Linked DNA regions of Hordeum vulgare: all the other regions are linked to region 3. Evidence: chromatin contacts called from public Hi-C data. All regions are on one chromosome and are shown on one strand. The core of a region is the stretch at or near the end of the contact, and the rest is flanking DNA. Distances in the headings are between cores, read along the strand shown. Region 1 holds the start of LOC123404792. Region 2 overlaps LOC123404579 (BEACH domain-containing protein C2-like). Region 3 holds the start of LOC123406350 (scarecrow-like protein 6).

What was found. Hi-C and Micro-C count contacts between places; a contact is called where the count stands out from the background.
Region 1: a Hi-C map of leaf shows a contact between it and region 3, with 4 times the contacts expected there. The contact joins the promoter of LOC123404792 here to the promoter of LOC123406350 in region 3. A contact is called at or near these places in 3 of 6 Hi-C or Micro-C datasets (leaf and seedling) and 1 of 1 datasets of contacts at active chromatin or transcription factors (embryo).
Region 2: a Hi-C map of leaf shows a contact between it and region 3, with 2.7 times the contacts expected there. The contact joins the enhancer-like site here to the promoter of LOC123406350 in region 3. A contact is called at or near these places in 2 of 6 Hi-C or Micro-C datasets (leaf and seedling).

Annotation. Positions count from the first base shown.
Region 1 is chr6H:419,201,446-419,205,721 of MorexV3_pseudomolecules_assembly, forward strand. It overlaps LOC123404792, which reads right to left and starts at 2,257. Exons shown (of 3, transcript XM_045098736.1): 1 at 2,034-2,257; 2 at 1,807-1,945; 3 at 815-1,168. The coding sequence starts at 2,210. The coding sequence ends at 1,041.
Region 2 is chr6H:420,102,069-420,106,121 of MorexV3_pseudomolecules_assembly, forward strand. LOC123404579 (BEACH domain-containing protein C2-like) reads right to left here. Exons shown (of 31, transcript XM_045098517.1): 28 at 4,010-4,053; 29 at 2,821-3,620; 30 at 2,624-2,746; 31 at 1,825-2,448. The coding sequence ends at 2,395. Among protein-coding and RNA genes, the nearest start is that of LOC123404579, 26 kb to the right of the region's middle. Within about 2 kb of position 1,848, at least 2 of the 3 cell types and tissues checked have open chromatin away from gene starts, as enhancers often do. A contact at or near this core is called in leaf, where this site is marked.
Region 3 is chr6H:419,702,212-419,706,504 of MorexV3_pseudomolecules_assembly, forward strand. It overlaps LOC123406350 (scarecrow-like protein 6), which reads left to right and starts at 2,464. Exons shown (of 1, transcript XM_045099856.1): 1 at 2,464-4,293. The coding sequence starts at 2,802.

The DNA of each region.
Region 1 (4,276 bases), core at 1,007-3,506, 500 kb before region 3:
ACCATTTCACCATGTGATATTTTTGTTTATCGCCTTTCCCCGTCCAGAAAAACAGGGACTGTTACTTGGCAATATCATGATCATGATCACGGGATTTGTTCAGACTATAGAATCCCATCAAATACATCAGTAGACCAGTCATCTAGGAGTTGATCAGGACAAACCGAGTCGCTTTAGACAACCAACGTCCTTGCCACGGCTCCACCCGGTGTTGAACCTTGGCCACCGAGGGTTGAAGTTCCTTTTCCATGATACGGCTATCACTGATGGGCATGCCAAGGTAGGTGGTCGGGAAGGTTCCTAGACGACAATTAAGTCGATTCGCTATACTAAGCTTTTTCTCCTCCGGATAGCCCATAACCATGACCTCACTTTTTGCGAAGTTAATTGTTAAGCCGGACATCTCCTGAAAGCAAAGGAGGAGGAATTTGAGGTGAGCAATGTCCTCGGACGATCCTTCGACCATAAGAATCGTGCCATCCGCGTACTGCAGATGAGTGATGCCTCCTGCCCCGAGGAGGTGGGTACATATACCCCTAAGGTGGCTGCCCCCTTGGCCTTGTCGAGGATGGCGGCTAGGGCATCAACCATGAGGTTGAAAAGGAAGGGGAAGAAGGGTTCCCTTGCCTTACGCTCCGAGCCATGGGAAAGTAGGGGCCTACCTCGTTATTGATGTTAACGGCTGTCGTACCACTCATCACCATTTACATTACCCTAGTGATCCATTGCGGGTCAAAACCCTTCTTGAATAACACTTCCCGAAGGAAGGACCAATGGAGAGCATGTGATATCTTTTTTTACATTGCAACGGACGGGCTCTTTTACTAGTAATTGTTAAAGAGCCCTCAGGACAAGCCACATAGTGATTCACTAATACATAGTAAATACATCCGAAAATATATATACATGACTACAAGATTGTGCTAAAACTGGAGTCGACCCAAGGGCTTAACGTTAACAGACCCGTGCATGTAAAATACATTAAATGGCAAGATCAATCAAAGAGGCAAGCCCTGCTCATTGCTTTACGCATGCACGCACTACCTGTTGTGAACAGCTGGTGCTGCGTGTGCAACTGGGTAGTCCATGGTTACTAGTGTTCCCGCTGTGTACACGGTGGTCGCCTTGGATCCTAGCTGCTCTCCGTTAGAGCCACGAGACGAGTCCCCTGCAAATCATTACCACTGACTATGAAATACTGTGAGTGGTCAATCAAGGCGACTAAAGGGCAAGCTGTACATGCACCGGCCTGTATGAGATATATATTCATGTAGCTGCTGATATATGATCCAGGACATAAAAAAGCTAATTAAGTGCAGAACTGGTACGTCTATAGCATACGCATTCTCATCTGAGCTATCTAATTCTTTATGAAAAAAAACTGAGCTATCTAATATGCTGTCGCTAACTCGCTATAACACCACAACCCACCCAAACTGAAGCTTGTCCAAAATTCACTCAATATATATCGACGGCAAACTCTGTCGTTAAAGTTGCAGAAAATAACTAGACATATAACGGAAACACAGATACGATCGACTTGAAGCTGCTGGAAGCTAGCTAGTGAGATTCAAGGAAAAATATACATGATAACTAGATAAATGATCACGACCACGTAAATGTCATCTCATGAGCGACTGCTCTCATCCGTGATCGATATATATATATATATATATGTTCAGTTGTGATACGGAGTACGAGTTCTAGGCTGCGCATAATCCAGGTGAATTCCCTGATCATCCACGTGCTTGCGATGAGGAAGCTGCTGCGAAACCCTAGCGGCATGCGTGGTGTTTCGTATTCCACCTGATCGATTGATCAATGTTGCTCCCGCGCCCGTCGACTGATCGATGCTGCTTCCGACAGCTCGAGCCTTCTTCTCCGTATCATGAACCATCAACGAGTTTCTCCTTTGCTTCTGGGCATCAGCAACCTCTGTCGCATCCTACGGAAACACAATAGAGAGGGCAAAGCTAGAACAAAATCGATGACGTTATGACGTTTAACCGAATGGTATTATGGCTGAAATTAACCTGTGATGACAGGGAAGACTTGTTGCTGCTTGAGTACTTGCCATTCACGCGGAGGCGACGAGCTTCGCATGAGGTAATGTGGAGAGTGAAGAGGAAGAACACCAGGAGAATAGTGTAGGTCGTGGTGAGCTTTAGCTTCCTCTCAAGAGCTAGGGGAGGGGAGCTTAGGCTAAACATGGAGGGCCGGTGCGATCGGTGACCACTTAGGAAACATTAATAGGTAAGAGAGCTTAGAGAAGAGACATGCATCGAAGTTCGAAGAGGATATGGGGGAGGTACGTAGTGCTACAAGCTAGAAAACGGGGACTCGTCCGTTTCTTTATGTAAGATTTCTGTTTCCGCCAGGAATACTTATGATGAATTTGGATTTTTGGGTAAGTACCAAAACTGGAGTAATTAGTAATTCAATAAGTGTTGGTTGTCTTGGTGCAAAAAATGGGCACAATCGAAATTATATATGCATATCTCTCTCCTTTATTTTAGAAATATGTACCTTCCCTTGACATTTATTTAGTAGTAACAAACAAATCCTCTCAATTTTGTTTTCAGGATTTCATCAGGCATACAAATTAAGAAGGATGGTTGCACGCATAGCAGCACCTGTCGTACGAAAATTCTGGTAAACAAAGGAAGAGCGCGCGCGGCATGAGGGGGTACTGGTCATGAAAACCGAGGCAGACCATGCATCTCCTTAGCCGCACATGAATGTCTCGATCCGTCCCCTTTAAGTCTTGATACAGATTTTGTAGGCAACCCAGCCCATGGTTATATTACTTGCTGATCATGTGCATTGCAATTATTACGTGCAGTGCGATCTACCACTGTTCTAGCTAGGTAGTACCACCAGATGGCGTCGTGGTAACCCTAACCCCATAATCAAATTGATTAAACCAAGTACAGTTTGTACCCCCGATGTGACCAAGTTGGCATACTTAAGCCCTACTTTACTGTTGCTTGATGATTAATTTGCCTGGCTGCTGTACGTACGCGTTTCCGGATTTTGTTAATCGGGCCGTTGACATGTCCAAATTACAAAAAACCTCCGGAGCCACGGAGGCCCAGGCTTATGAATCTGCAAGGATATCGATCAATGTCAAACGCACATAGACATAGAGTAGGAAAATATTTCTCAAGCCGTCAAGGAAATCCCCCTCCACACACACACACACACAGTGCAAATAATCTGATGTGCCTTCGTTTTCCGTTGAGAAACACGGACGTGCATGGCGGAGTTGACGTACAGCTTTTGAGGAATTGTTGGCGTACAGTGAAATGTTGCAAAGCTGAAACAAACGGATGCGGCCAGGCGTAAGAAAACAGGCGGCCGACGATGCATGCAAGGAGTTTGCTAGGGAGGCGAGGCGGGATGGATCGATGCATATCGCACGGCAGGGGGAGATCTCGGTGCGAGCCGCGTTGGAGTCACCTGGGACGGTGGGAAGAGCCACGGCCACAGGAGGGCTGCACCCTGCACGCGATCTATGCCGAGAGCGAGCGAGCGAGCGAGCTCTGCTCCGGTTGCTTGGCGGGGCAAAGATATCGATGGATGCATGGCGCGGGGGCGTGGGAGAGAGTGCCGGAAAAGGGGTAGGAGCATGGGTGTCGCACGAGAGATCGCGCTTGTCTCGCCGTGTCGGCCGCGCGGCCACGTCCCTCCGGGCTCCGGCCCGCGCGCGCGCCCCCCGCTGCACGTACGTGCTTGTCGCCTCTCAGCTCGGCACGCCTCGTGCTCTGCTACTCCGGCGCCACGCGCGCGGCCCGCCCTCTCCGTACGCGTACGCCCATGCGGTGTGACACGCGGTGGAAATCCACGGAATCGGGCAACACCTGCGCGCGCGCATGTCTGTACATACAATGCGTACACGCGCTAGCTATAGATTGATTGTTTTTTCTTCACTCGTGCGTACCGCGTACGTACGCCTGCAGGCTGCAGCTGATACACGCGTGCTACAGTATGCTCGATTTGCACGGGGTAGCGAGGAGTACCCGGACCTGAACCAAAATACCTGTAATACTGCAACGAGCATGCACATACAGCTCCGTGTTAGCTAGCTGGAATGACCTGGCCTTGCACACACTCCGGGTACACCTACAAGAAGCTATAGCCCGGGCACTAAACTTCTCCTGTCACTGTGCAAATTAAATTTCCCTTTAGTGCAGTGTGCAAATTAAATGGCAACGCACATTCGCGCTGTTAAACATGTGACACTAACGGCCTAACAAACTCCGCATTCCCCCGTACT
Region 2 (4,053 bases), core at 598-3,097, 400 kb after region 3:
CAATGGGTTACTAAAGTCCCATGCATTTTTGCAAGATCATGCAAACTAGAGCTGAGTGCAATATGATCCACGTTGCAATGGGTGTGATCAAATATCCACGTGTTTGCAATGCCATGCAAGTCGGAGATGTCCGCAATATTTTTCATATTGCAAGGTAGACCACCTCTGTATCAAGCGGAGTGTGTGACACTGCAAGCCGCCACATACTTTCTTTTTGTTGGAAAGCCCATTGTCGCTATCGGTCATGAAACATGTAACACTCAAGTAGGGATGGCAATGGGTACCCATTACCCACGTACCCTGCGGGTAAAAACCCTATTAGGGTAAGGGTATGGGACAAAAATTTACCCATGGGTATATAAATAGGAAAATCTGGAACCCATCGGGTAGAGCGGGTATGGGTATGGGATCATACAACCCATACCCATATACCCATGTACCCATATAAAATCTATGTAAACTCAAAATTATCTCTATAATCTACACGATGTCAATAATTTATGAACTGAAAGTGTACGCCTATGTGTTGTTGTTTATGACTATATGATGTTGTTTTATAAGTATGTGTTGTAGTTATAATCTTTGTTTGTAAACTATATGATACAATGCAGTTCATAACTATAAGTTTTTTAATTGATGTTTTGCAAATATGGGTAATTTTATCCGCGAGTACCCGTCTACCCTGTCGGGTAACGGGTATGGGAAAAAATTGTACCCAGTGACGGGTATGGGTAACGGTGATGGGTAATATCAGACGGGGCGGGTAAGGGTATGTGGAGGCTCCACCCGTACCCATACCCAGCGGGTGCCATCCCTACACTCAAGCGAGAAGCATACTGATGCTACAAGCTGGCCTTTCACTATATTTCTTCTATGTGCTACTGCAAACACCCGAGCACAATACGAGTCATGCTAGAAACGATGAATCGCTACGGAAGAGTGCTTTCAACACGAAGGCCCTTACAAACGATGGGCCGAGTGTTTACAACACGAGCGGTTGCAATAGGGGTCTGTTGTAAACCCCCTGAATGGAACATGGGTCATGTTGCAAATGATGGGTCGCTGTCAATGCGAACGCAACATGAGTCATGTTGCAAACAATTGAACACAACCGAACGGCCGAGGAGTATTTGCAATGCCAGCCCAACTTGAATCATGTTACAAACCCCAAGTGTGACATGGATCATGTAGCAAAGGATGAGTCGCAGTTGACGCAAGCTCAGTATAGGCCATGTTGCAAACAATTGGTCATAACTGGACGGCAGATGAGTATTTACAACACAAGCACAGCTTAAATCATGTTGCAAACCCTTGAGTACGACATGAGTCGGCCATATGATTCCAGCATTCAATGGCTTGGAGGAAGCAACTCAGAGGGTGCTTGATACGTTTTAGTCCCATGACTAAAAGTAATGAGACTAAAACTTGCTAGCCTCATCTATGTTTGGATCCAAGTACTAAAGAAACTAAAATCAAGTTAATGAGCATTTATTATCCTTCAAACCCTCCAATCCAGAACTTATATGAGGAGTTAAATGAGGAGAGAGAGGGCTAATGCACATTTTAGTAGGGATACCCCTGACTAAAAGATTTTAGCCTCAAGACTAGTTTTAGCCTCTCTTTAGTTAGGGGTGCTTGAAACTTTAGCCTCTTAAAGAGACTAGTTTTAATCAGGCTAGTATTAGTCTCTTGAATCCAAGCACCCTCTCATCCGCGTGCTTCGTTTTCCATTCATAGCAGCTTGCTACGTAAAACATAAAACAAATTCAGTAGTCTAGTCGTTCAAATGACAAGCTGAAAAGGTACGTGGGTGGGCCATGTATGTAAAATAAGACGTGGACAGCTGGGTTTGAGAGCTCATCACGTCGCCCTTTTTAAAGGAAAAAAGAAATCATCACGTCGCTGTCTAACCACTAGATACGTCCGATCTCGTAGGATCGAACGGATGATTAGACTAATTTCCTTTTGAAAATCAGCCGGATGACAGGTAGTACCGGCCATTTTGTACAGAGTAGGCAGTCGGCCTGGCGTCCACGTAGGCACACCGTATTACACATCCGAGACAAGTACCCAGAGCAGAGAATTAGTAACATTCAGGTATTTGCTTCTGAATCCCTTGGCCGCAACACAAAGACGGTCCCAGATCTTCTCCACGGTATGGCGTGTTTCACCACGTGCGAGAACAGCAAGGTCCATATATACAACCAAAAGCGAAGTCATCTGTACCGATTCACCGTGACGCAAAAGCGGGCTCATGTTGCAGCTCCTCTGTTTTCTGTACAGATGCCCTTTTTGTGCCATCTTCCCCAAACATCCTATGTATCTTTCACTGCAAAATTCGCTGGAGCTTCGGTGAGCAAAATAATGTCAGTCAGCGGTGGTTCTCTCACATGACTACAAAAGCCCGTCACCTTCGTGCAACATCTGATCAGCTATTTTAGAACTTAACTGCAATGTTCAGACAAGTTAATGTGAAAATTAGTTGCAAAGATGGTCATTCTATGTGCAACTAAGCCCTGAAAATACGAATACATGCTGATGAAGAGATAATCGATAGAACATCTGTCAATCAAGCCTTGAAGACAGCTAGTGAAGATAAATATAGCACACACAGAATACTTACAGAAGGATTTGTGAAGACTATCAGCTGCTTATCAGCTGTTGAGGCAACAAGGGTAGTGTTATCTTCATTTAGAGCAACAGCTGTGACGTCTTGTCCTTCTCCTAGCTTCAGCGTATGAATTACCTGACAGGATACCCCTTATTCGTCAGAGTTTTGCTCATAGGACTTAAGTTCAAAAGTTTTCTCTTAGTGCTCACCTCAAGTTTGTGCAGATCAATGAAGCAGATCGAAGGCACATGAACATATAGCCTGGTCTCCTTTGACTCTGGTACATCCTCATCATCGTTGCAGTTCTCAATCATATGATCTTCATCAGTACTAGTGTCACGAGTGCAATTGCTAGATAAGCATGCTGCAATCAAAGCAAACTGGCCATCCCTAGAAACCTCAATGCAACTAACACGCCCGGAGAAAGGTGACAGAACAGAGGTAGACATAGGGATTCCATTAACGGTGAAGGTGGATAGTCTCTTCTCTGATTCATTCCAAATCAATACAATTCCTTGAGAAGATAAGCATATCAAATGTGCCTCTCCCACGTCCAGCTTCCTTATGAGCCGACCTGTCCTCAAAGAATGTAGGAGAAGGGCACCAGATGTATGTGAAGAGGAAGCAACAAGTCCCAAGTCAGAACTAACAGAACAGCAAGTTACTTCTCCAAGATGCCCTCTTAGAACATGCATAGGACCTTCGATTCGCCGCTTCCTGGAGGTTTCCAAAGTTCTGATTGTACTGCTACCACTACTACTACTATTGGCTAAAGGACTACTTGGTGTTGTTGGTGAAGGTGGAGGTTCTGGAGCATTTTTCCAATGTGAAGAGCTCATCTGGTGTATCCTCCATAATATAACTGTTGTGTCACGAGACCCTGTGACAAAGTAATTGTTATCTGGAGATAGTGCGAGACAGGTCACAGGAGCAATATGCCCAGATGCAGTTTCAATGGTCCTTGCTCCATCTGGGGAGATCAACTTCACAGAATTATCTGCATGCCCACCTACAGTCAAAGAAAAACAGGGACATTAGAAATAATGCAGGAATGGAGCAGTCTGACAATATTTCATATCATAAAGACGACTATTTGACGTAAAATGATAGCATAAGAGCAACATACTTCAACATAATACATTTTTTTCAGGAACTAATAAGGAAACTAGTTTTTGACACCAGATATCATGCAGATACTTCAACATAATAAGAGCAACATACTTCAACATAATACATTGTAATGTGTCACTCTGGATATCAGGAATCATCCAGAAAAGAACTAGGAGGGCTCAGTACAAAATATCCGCAAAGAAGACTAGTTTTCAGACAAGTATCAATTAGTGGAAAAAACGAGAGCTTTTAGAAAAGGAGAAAATAAGGTTAGAATACAATAATTACCAGTTATAACCTCTTTGTCGCATGTGACGGCAACAGTTGATGAA
Region 3 (4,293 bases), core at 1,214-3,713:
TCTTCACGAGATAGATTTCAACGAAGAGCCGGAGGAGCGACAGGCGGCCATCCACCCGAATGCAGGTCTATCCGACATTGTCGACATTGATTTTGTTTTGCATGCGTTATATGAATTTCAGGTACTTGAATGAGTGAGTCGGTAAACGTATAATGTTGGATTTGTCAAGTCTAACTATAGATTCTGTAAGGGGGCTATAAACCCGTTTGGGGGACATAGTAAGTAGACCATTTGCCGTCCTAAGGGCATCTCCAACGGCAACGAGCAAATTTTCTCCCGCATCCTTTCAAGGACAAGGGAGGATCAGTCCGCGGACACGAATGAGGGAGGACGACATCCAACCCTAGCCGCATACATTCCAACCCACATTTTAACAAACTGGACAAAATTCATGCAAACCGGGACGATGTTCATCAAAGTTCGGATAGGAAATGGCACAAATCATCTATACATACCATACAAATTAAGTGTAGTACAACAAGATGTGAAATTCGACTACATTAACTACATGTTGAACAAGTTTTTGATCAACACATCATGTTGTCCCACACATATTGCCCTTTCATCTTCATCCAACGGTGTGTGCACGTAAATGATCGTCCCTCTGTCATTTGGTATGCCACAACAACGCTCGCGAGCTACATATAATGTGTAGACCTACTTTGAGTGAATGAATCAATCAACAAGTTGAGCAATGGGAAGCAAAAAACTTATGATCCCGTCCTCTTTCGCGTGCAATGGTCACCTTGCCTCCAGCTGATGAACCATGTCATAAAACTTGGTGATGCTCATTGCGTGATTAAATGTTGTACATGTCATAGGACGCAACGTGTTTTAGTGCGTGAAACATTTCATGCACTTGCTGCCAGAAGGGCTCATGTCTGGTCCTGCCTACGAAATCCACATATACGGCTAGTCATGCATCGCACAACAACTCATCCTCCATGATCGAATAGCTCACCATCCTTCAAACTCTAAAAGACAACATACCATTTTAAAATAAGCTCAATGTTATTTAATCGAACGCCTCTCGGGCATGGTGTTCGCCATTGGGGTTGTCAACAGGTGCGGAGTGTACCTGGGTGTAAACGGCTCGATGGTGAAAAGTTTCGTCATAAGGGCGAGCATGCGCTTCGGTGCTGGTTGCGGATGTCGGATAATGCCTTTGTGGCCGCTGGAGGCATACAAGGAGCAGCTGTGGCGGAGATGAAGGGTGCAGATGCAAATCAAGGGGAAGAAGGGGCAGAGTGCAAGAAAATGGGGCCGGGAAGGGGAATTGGGATGGCTGCGAGTGTTAGATAGGGACGTTTCTCATGTCCATACTCGTGCAAAGCTGTTCATATTTGTCTTCAATATGAATGAAATCTCGTCTAGACCGTGGCACACACTGATACATACTCGTTTTGGATGGCTTCCACGGTTTGAACCGATATGGGCGGTTTGCAGGTCCGTCTTAGGATGCCCTGACCAAGTACCTTGATTTAGCATGTATGAAAGCAAGGCATGCGTTTGTGTTTTGTTTGTTTATTCTCGTTAGAAAAGATTTGCGACGGTTTGAACACATGAGTGATAAAAAATTAAGGTGGTCCACGCTGTCACTTGACAGGTTTTTTGGTGGGGTTTGTCATTTCATCTTGCCATGGTGTCAAATCGTGAACTGGTATGCATCCCTAACAAAGCCGCGTCGGCTCCATGTTTTTTTCTTGCCGGGGACAGCACGCTTTTAATGTAAGCCAAGCTAAGACAAGTCTCCTCGAAAAGATAGAGCAGCCGAAAAGAATATGATATCATGGCAGTAATAGCCCTGTTTCAAATGGCAAGATGCTAAATTAATCAGTAGTACTGTAGTACTCAAAGGCATGGAGTCCTAGTATTGTCATTTGTCAGCCCAGCTCAGCTCCGAAAACGACGATTTCAAGAAGTTGTAGCAGGATTATTATTTACCCCGATTTTAATCATTTGGCCGCCGATCGTCATGGCAATCTCAGTCTACGATAGTACCACCACTAGCACTGTAGCATTACGACACCAAAGGTGAGTCACACAGCGTACGTACGCGCCACCGCCCAGCACTGTGGAACATAACAAAACAGCCGTCAAAGTGCCCCAACGATTTCTGGCGGTCAATACAGCACCACCTCCGGCTCTGCATGATTGACGACCAGGCTCAGCTCGGTTCATTGCAATAATTTTGGCCTCTACATGCAAGACAGTCCATAGAAATAATAAACCCATGTATGGCCATGGTCATGGCCATTGCGAAGCAAAAAAAAAATACGAGCAGATAAAACCTAGTAGAAACCTAGGGTGAAAAAAGAAGAAGGCACAGAGCAGAGGGAGAGAGCTTGAAGCAGACTGAAAACGATGGGGGGAGAGAGAGAGGGGAGGAGGGCGTGGGAGGGGAGAGGGTACGCTTTTTAACCTTTTTTATGTTGCACGCATCCAGGGAAGATAGATAGCAGTAGAGAGAGAAGAGAGAGAGAGGAGACGGACGAGGCCACACCACCACACAGCGAGGACAGAGAGAGGAGAGAGAGAGAGCAGGCAAGGGCGCACACTGCTCCTCGCTCTCTCTCTCTCTGTGTGTGCCCGGTGCCCGGGCCCACCTCCTCCCTGTCCCTGTTGTATACTCTCTCTCGCACGCCAGGGCCAGGGCCAGGGCCAAGGCAGGGAGGGAGGGAGAGCCAGCCACATCCAAACGCACGCACCAGCAGAAGAGAGCAGAGGGAAAATCCATCCCCCGCGCGCGGCGTCCCAGATCTCGCCGGGCTGCATGGTATGCGGCGGGACTAGGTAGGTAGATGAGGGCGGCGCTGTTGGGTGCCGAGCGGAGCGGGGGAGGTGGGGGAGTGGGCCTCGGCAAGGATCTGTGCTACTGGCCGCCGGGGAAGCTGCTGGTGGAGCCGCGGTCGGTGCTCGACTGCTCGCGGAGGCTCAGCAGCCCGCCTAACTCCGCCGCATCGACGCTGTCGTCGTCCCTCGGCGGCGGCGCGGCGGACTCCACCGGCGTGGCGGCGGTCTCGGAGAGCAGCGCCGGCGACGCCGAGGCCACCAAATGGCCCGACCACGGCGGCGGCGGCGGAGGCTGTGAGCTGCCGCCCATTCCTGGGGCGCTGGATGGAGGGGAGGGCTGGGACGCCATGCTCGGCAGCGCCGCGGCGGCTGCGGCCGCCGGCCAGGACCAGACCTTCTTGAACTGGATCATGGGGGCAGCCGGCGACCTGGAGCTGCCCGTACCGCCGCTTCCAATGCATCAGCAGCCGCTTGTGGACAATGCGGGATTCGGATTCTCGCCCGTCGACCCGCTCGGCTTCTCGCTGGACCACCACCTCGGCGGCGCCTCCTCCGACCTCTCGTCCTCCGGTGCCATGTCGCACACGACCACAGGCGGAGGCGGCGGCGGCGGCAGCAAGGCCTCCTCTGCCTTCGGCCTCTTCTCACCGGAGGCTGCCTCTCTCCAGCCCCCGCCGCCTCCCATGCTGTTCCACGAAGGTATCGACACAAAGCCCCCTCTCCTCGGAGCGCACTCGCATGGCCTCTTCAACCAGTATCAGCACCAGCACCAACCGCCGCCTCCCGCCGCAACCTTCTTCATGCCCCTCTCGTCCTTCTCCGATCACAACCAGCGCTCACAACTCCACCAGCCACCGCCCAAGCGCCACCACTCCGTTCCAGATGACCTCTACCTCACCCGAAACCACCTAGGACCGTCGGCGGCGGCAACCTTTCCCCTGCTACACGGTGCGCTTCCGTTCCAGCTCCAGCCTTCCTCGCCACCGCTTCGCGGGGCGATGAAGACGACGGCTGCCGAGGCAGCGCAGCAGCAGCTGCTGGACGAGCTGGCTGCGGCGGCAAAGGCAGCCGAGGCCGGTAATTCCACTGGCGCGCGTGAGATATTGGCGCGGCTCAATCACCAGCTTCCCCCCCTTGGGAAGCCCTTCCTCCGGTCGGCCTCCTACCTCAGGGAGGCCCTCCTCCTCGCGCTCGCTGATGGACACCACGGCGCCCCCCGCATCACCTCACCGCTCGACGTCGCCCTCAAGCTGGCGGCTTACAAGTCCTTCTCCGACCTGTCGCCCATGCTGCAGTTCGCTAACTTCACGGCCACGCAGGCGCTTCTCGACGAAATCGCCTGCAGCGCCGCTTCCTGCATCCATGTCATTGACTTCGATCTTGGTGTAGGCGGCCAGTGGGCTTCCTTCTTGCAGGAGCTTGCTCACCGCCGTGGCACTGGCGGCGTGGCTTTGCCGTTGCTGAAGCTGACGGCCTTCGTTTCAGATGCGTCTCACCATC